Linked DNA regions of Sus scrofa: region 1 is linked to region 2. Evidence: chromatin contacts called from public Hi-C data. All regions are on one chromosome and are shown on one strand. The core of a region is the stretch at or near the end of the contact, and the rest is flanking DNA. Distances in the headings are between cores, read along the strand shown.

Region 1 (6,798 bases), core at 815-3,314, 660 kb after region 2:
GGACAGGCAGCTCACCTTCCTCACACCTGAGCAGGGCTCTGAGGGCACTTACCTGGGGTGGGGAGGAGCCATCCAGAGCATTCCTTGAGACATCGGCTGAAGAAGAAGATGGCAGGGAAGGTGAAGGAGAAGATGAGGAAGGAGAAAGAGAAGACGCTTCCTTTGGAGGCGACATAATTCTTTCATTGTTCGCTGGTGTCAAGCCTACGGAGGAAAGACCATGCTTTCCATTACAGACTTGTGGTTTCCTTATCTTAACCATGAGAAGAGGAGGTTTGCAGTGAAGCCTCTCTATAAACAGGGTCAGAGGCAGGAAGATGCTGGAGGTGGGAATCAGAGGCCCTGGGGCCCACTGCTTGGGACTTAGAAGAACAGGTATAGGAGTGGCAGGATCCTGTGGGGGAAGAAGATCCCAGAACAAAAACACCAAGAACCACTGTATCTCCCATGTAGGTGAGAATGTTCCCAAGAGACGGAACAGGGTGTTTCTCGGAATGGAATCTACCTCTAACGTTTGCCCTAAAGCCACTGCGGTGGGTGCTGGGGCTGTGTGACATCACTTAGTCAAGACACCATCTGAGGCCTCTTCCCATGGATGCTGGACCCCTGGCTGTGGGCACGGATAGGACAGGAGGCCACTGCTAAGGACATGGGCTCTTCCTTCTCACATGTGAGCCAGGGGGCTCTCGGGCAAGCTGGGTAGTTGGAGATTGCACACGAACACAAGGGAGGGAGGTTCTTATGGGCATCAAGTCATTCGAAGCATATGGAGTGGGGTCCGTGCCAAGGTCCTGCTGGTTAGGAAGCAAACGAGGTGCCGTGTGTGTGCTGAGATTGACATGAGAAAGGAGGGTGACCAGGGCTGAGGATGAGCCTCGTTCTGAACCGTGGGAGCTGAAATCCATTAGAGTTACTGCAGAATTCTGATCAGTATAAGATTGCCTATAAGATCAGTCTCATTCCCTCTCTCTCGTGAGTGCACGAGCACGCGTGTGCACACCCAGATACACACACACACACACACACACACACACACGTGCAAACAGTAACCAGGTGACCTTAAACCTAAACTCTTGAGCATCTTGTTTCCCTATTGGACCATTTCAACAACTGGTTCTCAGAGGGACTCAGAAAATGCCATGTTCACTTTCAGATGTGCCCACTCGGTGTCTGACCCTTCAGCCCAGCCAGCTCACCTGTGAGCCCTTCTGGCACATAAAGGCTGTTCCCCAGGGACCCTCCCCCTGCTTCAAGGGCCACTGCCTCTAACTACCCCCTCCTGTTGGACTCCCCACTTCTGTCTGTTCAGCTGACCCCTTTCTGGTTCCCTCTGAGGGGCCCAGCCTGCAGACTTCAGCTGGCTTCTTTTGTTTGTTTGTTTGTCTTTTGCCTTTTCAGGGCTGAACCCATGGCACATGGAGGCTCCCAGGCTAGGGGTCTTGCTGGAGCTGTTGCCGCCGGCCTATGCCACAGCCACAGCAACACCAGATCTGAGCCGGGTCTGCTACCTATACCACAGCTCACGGCAGCGCTGGATCCTTAACCCACTGAGTGAGGCCAGGGATCAAACCCGCAACATCATGGTTCCTAGTTGGATTCGTTTCCTCTGTGCCACAACAGGAATGCCCCAGCTGGCTTCTTAACATTAGCCCCTGGCCTGTTTCTCCAAAGCTTTGGCTGACATGCTCTTCTTCTGGGATGCAGTGAAGCCAAACTCAAACCTCACCCCCAGAAGAGTTCCTTCCAACCCGTTGGCAGGGGAGCTACTGGGGTGGGGGGTGGGGGGAGGGTTGCCTGCAGGCCCGCTTTCCTCATACAAATGCATGTCAGAGCGTGCACCCATCCTGGGCTCTGAAAAACTGGCCACACACACAGTCAGAAAGCTGCCCAAGAGAGATGCTTCAGGATGCTTGTGGGGGGTGGGAGGGGGAGACAGGTAACTCAGGGAAACAGATCTGAGGGAGGCAGGAAGGGGCTGCTGGGGACAAAGGCCCCTGACTGCCAAGAGCTGAAACGGGGCAGACGACTGGCCTGGCTGGCCTGCCTATCACCCGAACTCCCTGTCTCAGCCCACAATCAGATGCTTCGAGCCTAAAAAGGCAAGAGTTGTGAGTCAGTCATTGCCTTGCTTCCTGTCCTCGGTTTGCTGAATTCCTGCCAAATTCCTTCTCCTCCTCTTCCTCGCCCCCTCGTTCTCCCCTCTGCCACCTCCCGAATCAAACTTCTGACCTTGTGCCAAAGGCCCCTCAGCTCCACAGACTGCCCCCCGCCACCCCCGTTCCCCCAGGAGCAATCCAGGAACCTTCCCACACGGAGCCCAGACACCTTGGGAACCAAGCCGACAGGAAAGCCTTGGGGTTCTCAAGGTCATGACCTAGGAGCTGCCCCCTCTCTTCTTTGCCTAAGCTCCACCCCTACCCAGTGAGTGGGTCTCTCTCCACACGTGATCCTCACACACTGTCTTCAGGATAGAACTTGGGGCAGGGTTGAGGTGCTGCAGGAAACAAAATGCCTGCCATTCGAGCCACTGCCTGGGATGTGGGGAGGGTCTGGGACGGGAAGATGAGGCCAGAGCCCAGCTGAGAGGTGGTGGGAAGATCCCACCCACCGAGGCCTTTGGGGTCCCTCGGAGGATGGTATAGGGGAGCCTCGAACCCCACCCCCTCCACACCCACCCAGTGGCCTGACACTGAGCAAGTCACAGGCCCCTTGCTTCCACATCTGAAAAAATAGGGAGCCTGGTGCTATTTTGTGGGGTGGCTGAGGAAATAAAGTGGGATAAAAAGAGGAGCCCAGTGCCAAGCACAAGGTCAATGTCACATGCTAGCTCAATATTAACTCCACCTGGTTCCCTTTCTCCCATGCACACACATGGGTCCAATAAAGGCATTGCTGAACCACTGACCTGTTCCAGGGGGGCTGCACACACCCCCACCAGGACTTGTCTAATTCAGGGTCCTGAGGCTTCTTTCTCACTCACCAACTCAAGTGCTTTTGGCCAGCTCTTCCTTGTTTCCCTTGAAACCTCAGCATGGTCCAGCCAGGGTGGCCCTATCCTCTGCAGGGGACTCAGTCGTGGGTGCCACTGGCCCTTCCAGGCCCCTCGTGCAAAGGGGGTTGATGAGGAGACCAGAGCCCCACCACCCCTGTCCGCTGCCTCTTCTCTGGGCCCTCTGGCAATGGAGACCTTTCCCCTTGCCCCTGGAGGTCATTCTGGTGAGCATGGTCAGCTGGTGAGAGTGCTAAGGGCAGGCATGCAACCCCCTCCGTCCTCCTACCTGGGGCTGGGGCCAGAGCTGGGCTGAACCAGGCAGCAAAGGGATAGTACCCCAAGTTCTGCTCCTTCCGCCTTGCCTACTGGGCTTCCTTTTGGGCAAAATGAAGATGACCTAAAAGATGGCTCTGGAGATTTTCACAAAGACTCGGATTCCAGGGTGCAGCTTCCCAGAATGTGGCGTTTAGGGGACGCGCATTTCCTCCCGAAGTCTTGGAGCGCCCTCTAGGGGCGACAGCCTGCACCCAGGTTCTCTTGGCGGCCCCCCTCCGTTTGACTCAGTTCAGCTAGCGTGGTCCCTGGTGCTTTAATGAGTTCCTTCATTCCTTCGTTCGTTCATTCATTCATTCATTCATTCATTCTACAAGCAAGGACTGGGTGCCTCCTCCATGCTAGGCACTAAGCCAATAGAAATGATTCAAACTCAAGGCCTGCGTTCAAACCAACTTTTACATACACTTGAGAACCAACACCTGACCCTCCCGGGATAACTAAAGACAGAGCTGAGAAACCCTGCTGCTGGTTAGCAGTCCCCTCCCTCCTGTTCCTCCTCCAGCAACCCCCCCCACCAGGCTCCCTGCTCTCCCCCCAGACGAGGCACTTCTCGAGGGTGAGGCTGGGCCTCTCTCACGAGTGGTGCTCAAGTTGGCTGGAAGCGTTAGGTGGAATCTCTGCTTCCAAACAGACCCACCCATAGAAGCAGAATTCCTGTGACTGGGGAGGGGTTGAGGTGGGAGAGTAAACGAGAGAGCATGTGGAAAAGGCCTGGCCCAGGCCTCCAGCAAACATGAATTCTTTCCTTCCTCTCGCCCTCATCGCTGGGGACTACAAGATGGTTCAAGAGTCACTTTAGGCTGTCCCCAGGTGGAGGGCCTGCCCAGGGGTGCAGTTCTGGTCCAGTTCTAGAAGTGCCCTTCTTCCTGCCTGGCCCGAGTGAGAGGAGGCTGCAGGTCTGGAGGTTTCAGGGCGGCGGGCGGGGAGGGGGTGGATGACTCACTGGCCAGGAATCAGCCTTGACTCAGAAGGAAGGAATCACGTTAAGTGGCAGGTTATTCCTATCCCAACGTTTCTTTTAAACAAATTTGTGTCTACGCCAGGGCTTTCCTGGGTCCACCTCTCCTACAGCAAGTCCGAGAGGGACTGTGGGGGCAGGAGGAAGTGGAAGGCAGGGATGGATTTGGAATCAGATGAAGAGGCCCTGCCACTCTTTCAGGACAGGAGAGGGAACACCTGCTGTGTAAATGGGGCAGAATCTTTAGGATGCTGCACGACTGTGCCCCCTAGTGGGAGCCTGCTGCTTTAGTCCCCTCCCAGCCCTGGTCTTCACCCATGGGCCCTTCCTGGGGGATGTAGGATTTGGGACCACAGCCTGCTCAGAAAAGGGAACAGGACAGTGTGTATTTGCATGTATGTGTGTGTGTATGTGTGTGTGTATTCCTTCATTGCTTTCCCCGCTACTGCACTACTGCCTGAGATTAAGCTGATGCCCCCAGGCCAACTCCAGTGTATTGAATCAAACCATATAGACCCTTAGGAGTTCCTTCGTGGCTCCGTGGTTAATGAATCCGACTAGGAACTATGAGGTTGGGGTTCGATCCCTGGCCTTGCTCAGTGGGTTAAGGATCCAGCATTGCCGTGAGCTGTGGTGTAGGTCACAGACGCAGCTCGGATCCAGTGTTGCTTGGCTGTGGCGTAGGACGGCAGCTATGGCTCTGATTCAACCCCTAGCCTGGGAACCTCCATATGTTTCGGGTGCGGCCCTAAAAGGACAAAAGACAAAAACAAAAACAAAACAAAAGCAAAAAACCCATACAGACCCTCATTTTCCTCAACTGTGGTTCAAGAAGCTTGGGGCCAGTGATTGCTAGGGTCCTTTTCAAGTGCAATTGCAGAGTTTGAAGGGAGCTGAAGGGTAACAGAAGGGTAACAGAAGGGAGCAAATCCCTTGGAAAAATGAGTCCTCTAGTGAGCAGTGGAAATAGAATCAAACCTATATTTCTTTCCTTGCTCCTCACATCCAGGAGGCCAGTTCAGAAAGGGCATGTGAAGAGTGAGAACAGCTGCCCCTGAGAAGTCATCACATAATTCCTGCCTCCCCACCACGCCCCCCCCAACCCCCAGAGAGCGCATGACTCACTGGACTGGAATTTTCTTCTCCCACTCTGGTATTTGCTGGGAGTTGGAGACTGGAAGCTATTGGCCCGCTGCAGAGCTGTGGTGGGAAGAAGAAAAGGGGGAGGGGAGATGGGGAGGGAGGAAACATCAGTTACAGAGGTAGAATACTTTTCATGGCCCATTTACAGAAAGCTAATAGACTAAAGGTCCCTAAAGCTCATAAATGACCAAGCTCCTTTCTTTGCTCCGACCACACCTGTCCTTGTAACACACATCTCCAACCTTTCATGCATTCATTCATCAGCTATTTACGGAGGCCCTGCTATGGGACAGGTCCTGCCCTCTTTCAGAAAATAGCTCAAACTATAAGCCATCCTTCTAATTTACCTGTCATAAAGAAGCATGTGTTCAGACACACTCATGAGCACACATGTACACGTATGCGCCCATATACACACATGCAGATGGAACATGTTTGCTTTTAGCAGAGCAATTCTTCAAAGCTGCCATCTCATGGCAACGACCCATCTATGAACCAGAGCTGCTCCCACTGAAGCCTGGAAGCTGCAGAATGTGCCACTCTCTTTCTTTCTTTCTTTCTTTCTTTTTTTTTTTTTTTTTCTGTCTTTTGTCTTTTCAGGGCCGCACTGGTGGCATATGGAGATTCCCAGGCTAGGGGTCGAATTGGAGCTGTACCCGCCAGCCTATACCACAGCCACAGCAACATGAGATCCGAGCTGTGTCTGCGACCTACACCACAGCTTATGGCAATGCTGGATCCTTAACCCACTGATTGAGGCCAGGGATTGAACCCACAACCACATGGCTCCTAGTCATGATTCGTTAACCACTGAGCCACAACGGGACCTCCTGCCACTCTCTTTCCACCTTTTCCCCGAGCTCCGCAAAGCCTTTGGGAACCACCTTTAACTGACAATCCATCAACAATCCCTGGACAATCCATTGCCATGACCCCTCCTCTTGGCCTCTTCCCAATGGAAACACGTTTGTAAGATGCCATGGGCTGTATTCCGAAGACCGCCCCCCACCCAGCTGGGCCTTGAGAATCAGCTGAGCAAAATGAACATTACAGGCAGAAGGAAAGGGACTTGGCCACTTGGGGCCTGAGAGTGGGCAGTGGGATGCAAATGTACCTTCCCACGCTGCATGCTCAGATTTGGCCTCAGGCTCTGGGTCTCTGCCTTGGTTCCGTCACAGCTGGACAGAGAGCTGTGGGCGGGGCCCAGCTGAGTGGCTCCCACACACGAGTGGGATGAAAGCCCAGGGGACCAGTGTGGGCGTGGGAGCGTGGGGGTGGGGAAGGTTTAAACACGAGCCTCTCTTGGGAGTTCCCATTGTTGTACAGTGGTTAACGAATCCGACTAGGAACCATGAGGTTGTGGGTTCGA
Region 2 (6,009 bases), core at 1,255-3,754:
GGAAAGCTCTTCTCCCTTACTCCTCCCTGGCCCGCATCGATCCTCCACCTCTCAGGGTAGGGGCTACGTCTTTAAAGAAGCCTGCCCAGTCCCAATCATCCAACCATCACTCCCAGCGTCCAGTATCCTTCCTGCCCAGCAGTCACCACGCTTCACAGGGACCTCATGTGTGACAACTGCTTCGTGTGCCTTGTCACCAGACATCACCTTCCACAAAAGCAGCGTCAGCGGTTGTCTGTGCAGCACTGAGCCCTCCCTGGCAGACGGAGCGCCTTCAACATCCATGGACTGAATGATCAACATCCAAGTGCACATAAACAGAATGGACTGAATGAATCTAGCAGTGACTCAGTGTGAAACCCAACTGATACTAACAACAACAAAAAGAGGAACTGGACATTCGGGGCCCTAAAAGGTCCATAAGTGAAGAGGACAGTCATAGGCTGCCACAGGCTTCTCCAATTTAAAAAAAAAAAAAAAATTAACTGTGGTAAAACATTATATTTTGTCTTTAAAAAAAAATTTCTTTTAACGGCAGCACCCTCACGACATGGAGTCCCTGGGCTAGGACTGAATCTGAGCTACAGCTGCAACCTACACCACAGCTGCAGCAATGCTGGATCCTTTAGCCCACTGTGCTGGGCTAGAGATTGAACCCTTGCCCTGCAGTGACCCGAGCTGCTGCAGTCAGCACCAGAGCAGGAACTCCTATATTGAGTATTTTAATAAGGATAACAGCTAACAGCTTGGGATTTTGCTTCCCAGTGTCTTGGAGTCCTATTCCAAGGAAAGAAAGAGATTCCCTCACACAGGAGATACGCAAACTAACACACAATTCAAGAGACCTTCACCACTGGTGGTGGTTTACAGTAGTGAAACGAGTATCCTGAAACAGAGGATCTTGGCTCCTGGTCCTTCTGCTTATTGGCTAAAAATCCTAAGTCATTTTAATGTGTCTGGGCCTCAGTTTCTTTACCTGAAAAATGAGGAAAACAGAAACTACTTCACAAGCAGTTTGAGGGCAAAATGAAATAACCAAGACAAAGTACTCTGAGTTACAGAAAGCAAAAACACTAACGAGGCTAAGGCCCAGCCTTCGGCCAAAGAACCATCTATACTTCTCAGAAAAAAGAAGAATCAGGATGATGGTCTTTCTGCTTGTTTATTTCAGGGCTCCCACAGACAGGTATTTAAGCTCTCCCCATCGCCCTTCTTATAAAGCCACTCAGACACCTGGGTGATCCCGATGGCCTTCTCATCCCTGTTCTCAATGATCTCCTTTTCCTTTACCTGCCTCGACAGCCTAATTCGGGAACAGGCTCTATTCTTCCACCAGCTCCCCGCCTTCACGATTCCCAGACAGAAATGCCAGGGTCTTCGCGTGTCCACACTGGTGATGGCTGATGGAAGTCCCTCTGCCCATGGTATCGCCCCCATCTACCATCAGACACTTCCTCGGATAGCTCACCTCCGGTCATTCGGTACCTGAACTATTTATACACAGTGCACGCATTCATGACACTTTTCGATGGTAGTAGCCTGACAGCGAGGTGGCCACCACCCAGAGAGCATGGCACCTGTGCGCTCTCGGTAGCCCCCGAGATGGGTGGGGTGGGGTGAGGGAGAGAGCATGGAGAGGAGTTCGTGAAGATCCCCAAGACAAACATGATTTCTTCGTTTCTGCCTTGGTGCAAGGCTCACACTCACAGGCAAGGAGTGGGAGTGAGGAAAGGGTCTCGGGCTTGTGGGTGGGGGAGAAGCAAGGCTCACATATGTGGGGGAAACGGTGGGCCTGGCTGAGAAGCTGTGGGATGACAGGCATGAGATGGGGCAGGGGGATGGCAAAGAAGAGAAGAGACAAACAGAATCCAGATTTCGATGTTATCGGTATTTATGGTATTCTAGTGCATAGCATTCTACGTCAAACTGCTAACGTACTATTACTGTGGATTTTCTTTCAGAAAATAACAACTTGCCATCTTGAGAAAAAAAACAGCTTGGAAAAGAAGTATAGCATAACAGCTACATGTTTAGGCCTGAGTTTTAAAGATATGACTTTGAATCTCTAATCCACCAGATATCAACTGTGTCACTATAGGGAAATTACTTAACCTGTCTGTTTCCTCATGCATCAGACAGCACCTACTATTAAGAGGTTTTGTAAAGGTAAAATGTGATTGAAATCGCTTTGCTCAACGCCCGCTACAGGGTAGGGCTCAATAAGCATTACATTTTACCAGTTGCAAGAGCCTGCTAAGGTCCTTCTGTTCAGCTCCAATAATCCCTGGAGTTTGAGGTCCGGAGCCTCCATAACCATTCAGGTCTAAAGTTCTACATCTTTGTCAACAGAAATGTCTTTTTACTTTGTTGAAGGGCTGCTCTGCTATTCTTCTCAGGACTGTTTTCAGGCAGGCTACTCATCAGGCCCAAGGGCAGGGGAAGAGGAGCAAATCTTGGGTTCAAGACACACCTCTCTGAGCACACTCACCGAGTCCGGGTCTCGCTGCTGTTCGAGGAAAGCTGAGAATTCCACCAGGCGAAGTTTGGTTGTGCCAATGGAGCGGCCCTGCCAGGCTGGGACCGAGGGAGCTGGGGCTGACGCTGGCTCAAACCCTGAAAGACCAATCCATCATCACCTTAAACCTGGCTGCTTGCCTCCCCTCGGACCCAGGCTAACCTTGGGGCAGAGCCCTACAAAACAGACGACTCAGAAGGAAAGGCCAATAGGGCCCTCTGCCAGAGTCCAGCAGTGCCAGGCATGGTAGGTTCTGGCCACGGAAACCAGAGGTGTGGCCAGCCAGAGAAGCACAACGCACATGGCTCCCCATAAGGCTGGCCCGGCTCAGGTCAAGGGCCGTGGTATGAGGACACCTAGTCCTCGGCCACGGGGCTTTGCTGGGGACCTCAGCAAGGGTGATGGAAGAGAAGAAGTGGCGGCTGGCAGAGACCTCCTGTGAGACAGGGATGCGCGGGCAGTCCTTGGGCTCGTCCCTCTCCCTTCCAAAGGCTGCAGTCACCAGTGCTGCAGAAGTCCTCTTGGAACATTCCATGGTACTGGAGCAGAGGGCCGCATGTGATTGCACTGCAATCTGGGGGGTCTTTGATGAAGAGAGTCCCACTGAGTCTGTTCACGTGCATGGTAGGAGGCGGGCTGGCCAGGTGTGTGTTTTCTAGTTGGGCTTCCCTGTAAGCATTCCTTTAAAGAACAGTACTAGGAACTGAAATATACTTATCTAAGAAAGGGTGAAAAAGGGGTGAATCTTCCTTCCAGACTGAGATTGCCCATGTGGCCTGTTTATGATGGGGAAGGAACTTTAGCCACTTCCCCTTCTGAGGGTGACCCAGGTCCTGAGTGAAAGTCATCAGGCTTTCTGTTTCTCTAAAACCCATGAGAAGAGCTCCTGGGAGAGGACTGAGAGGAATCAGGGCCTGGGAGGGGACACCCCTATGACTCCCCTGAGCTCTGGGTTCATTCTGCCCTAAGGAGGGTGGTGGGAAGACAGGGGCACCCAAGGCTCTGCAAGTAGGGGGTATGTGTGGCTGTGGGACAGGGCCCAAGGGTCCTACAGAGACTCACCTGGAATGGGGGCCGTGACCGCCGGCTGGATGGGGTAGGCCTGCTGCACGAAGGGCTTGACGCTGGAGATAGGATGGAGAGAGTCAAAAACCACGGAGGAGTGGCAGCTACTTCCCAGGCCTGGCCCTAGCCTTCCAGGGCTGGGGCCTCACCTGGGGTCCTCCCCACTGTAGGGTTTCCTGCCTGCAGGTGATTCACAGCCCAGTAGAGCACTGCCAAGACAGACAGTTACATTGTTGAACTGTGAGGGCACTGGGGACCAAACCACCAAGCCTCATGCCAATTCAATGGGACCAGCTGGACCGGTCAGCCCAACTCCACATGCTGTGATAGGCTACGTATGAACCATTCTTCTCATCCCTGCAGAGACTGAGGTCAAGCGGTCACCATTTCCAGGCAAGGCTGGGGACGTGTCTCAGGCTCTCCTTTTCTAGCTAAATAGCTCCAGTTCTTTTGAGAATACTCAGGCAAGATTTCCATTCAGCTTCTATCCCCAGACAGCCCTTACCTTCCAGCTTACTGAGCTTGCTTCCCTGGCCTACCAGGCATCAGCAGAATTTCCTATGAGCTGCTCCCACCACAGGGAAGGCCGGAATAAAATGGGCTGTAGGATCACCTCTGCTGCCCTCTCTAGAAGGACCCCAGGCTCTACCTCCAAGGCCTTGAAGGGACGGAGACCCTCCACCTGTTGCTAGCTGCATGCCTACTAGTACTTAAGGTGGGAGTGAGGTGTTTACAGATCTCCTGGATTTGCACAGTCTCTTTGCTGCTATTGCCTCAGCAGACAACAGTGGGGGATGACGTTGGTGATCTCAGGTTCAATCTCTTCGCCTCCCAGCCCCCAGGTGGTCTGGGGCCAGAAAACCTCAACCTGGGGTGGGGTGGGCTGTGACCAGCCCCTTGCTGGCAGTGTTGGCCCCTCCTCAGACTTACTCTTGTGAGGATCCAGGCTGCCCTGTTTGTATCATTCCCGGCCAGAACTGGAAGGCAAAAGGCAAAAAGCTTCAGGGTTATGAGTTCACCTCAAAGCACTGTTCAGGACGTCTATGCACTGCAATCCCTGCTAAAGACAGTGGGTTCGGATCATCCACCAGCTGCAAAGTGGCTTTCCCTAAATGCAGATACATTGGCTGCTGTGCACAAGATGGCAACCTACAGCTTGCTTTAGCTCATCTGCTGGAAAACCTCCTTGAGGGTAGGGACCAGGCGGCAGCTTTTCAGTGTTCTTCTAACTTCCAAAAGAAATCTGGGTGCATGGCAGAGGAAACCTGGAAACACTCATCTTTCTCTTCCTCCCTCCATTCTGAAAAGCTTCCTGTCTGTCACTCTGCCTCCACAGCTCAAAGCATGGGGAGAGGACAAGGCTCTGTTCTGCCCAGGAGCTCTGGACAGCAACACAGACACCTCTTAGGCTGCGAGCTTTCCTGAGGCTTTTGGTGCCTGCTGCCTGCCTGCTGAAAAGGCAATATGATATAAAGGGAGCCAGGCAGCCCTGGCATGGCTATCCATGTGATTAAGATCCAGTTATCCCAACTCCTATTTTGTTACTAATTAACTTCAGTTTTCTCATCTGTAAAATGGCAATAATGGTTAAGAAGCATTTAAGATTAAGATGAGGATTAAATGAGATCATAACATTAAGCCAGCTTCTCAGCCTGTGGCAGCTGTGAAATGAAAACAGTACTAGTATACATTTGTCCCTTGAGGGGTTAGTTGCCATAAAGCAACCCCAAGGACACAGCAACAGAGACCAAGGGGCAGGAAAAAGAGCCAGAGAGGCAGATCACAACCTGAAAGGGTGCCATAAAAATGATACTAAACTGCATGCCTCAGGGACTAAAACCCCCTCCCTCTCCCTCTCTTCCTCTCCCCAGCTCCCTGCTTTCTTCCACTACTTTTTTTTTTTTTTTTTGTCTTTTTGTCTTTTTTTTAGGGCCACACTGTGGTATGTGGAGGTTCCCAGGCTAGGGGTTGAATGAGAGCTGTAGCCACCAGCCTATACCATAGCCACAGCAATGCAGGATCCGAGACGTGTCTGCGACCTACATCACAGCTCAGGGCAACGCCAGGTCCTTAACCCACTGAGTAAGGCCAGGGATTGAACCCGTGTCCATCTGGATACTACTCAGGTTCGTTAACCACTGAGCCATGATGGGAACTCCCGCTTTCTTTCATCATTTTGCACCCAGCATCCGTGTATCCCAAGGTGGCCTTTCCCCTCTCTTACACCTGAGCCAATCAACAAGTGCCAGGTGGATGGCTTGACGCTCAGCCTCGTGGACTCCATGTGCCCGGGGGCCATCATTATTGGCTCCAACCTGTGACTTACCCCCGGCGCCCCTGGGAAGGTGGGGCGTGGAATCCCGGGCAGCCCCAGCTTGTTGTGAATGGCAGTGGCCGAGACGATCTGGGCTGATGACATGGCGGCCATG

The links. Hi-C and Micro-C count contacts between places; a contact is called where the count stands out from the background.
Region 1: a contact with region 2 is called in a Hi-C map of omental adipose tissue, with 1.6 times the contacts expected there. The contact joins two enhancer-like sites. A contact is called at or near these places in 6 of 47 Hi-C or Micro-C datasets (adipocytes, brain, embryonic fibroblasts and 3 more) and 1 of 2 datasets of contacts at active chromatin or transcription factors (skeletal muscle).

The regions. Positions count from the first base shown.
Region 1 is chr2:47,108,602-47,115,399 of Sscrofa11.1, forward strand. It overlaps MICAL2 (F-actin-methionine sulfoxide oxidase MICAL2), which reads right to left. Exons shown (of 38, transcript XM_021083313.1): 29 at 5,412-5,486; 30 at 53-204. Among named protein-coding and RNA genes, the nearest start is that of PARVA, 84 kb to the left of the region's middle. Within about 2 kb of position 2,065, at least 20 of the 83 cell types and tissues checked have an H3K27ac peak or open chromatin away from gene starts, as enhancers often do. A contact at or near this core is called in omental adipose tissue, where this site is marked.
Region 2 is chr2:46,449,552-46,455,560 of Sscrofa11.1, forward strand. TEAD1 (TEA domain transcription factor 1) reads right to left here. Exons shown (of 14, transcript NM_001142669.1): 7 at 5,907-6,009; 8 at 4,511-4,557; 9 at 3,578-3,639; 10 at 2,489-2,613. Among named protein-coding and RNA genes, the nearest start is that of RASSF10, 110 kb to the left of the region's middle. Within about 2 kb of position 2,505, at least 4 of the 83 cell types and tissues checked have an H3K27ac peak or open chromatin away from gene starts, as enhancers often do. A contact at or near this core is called in omental adipose tissue, where this site is marked.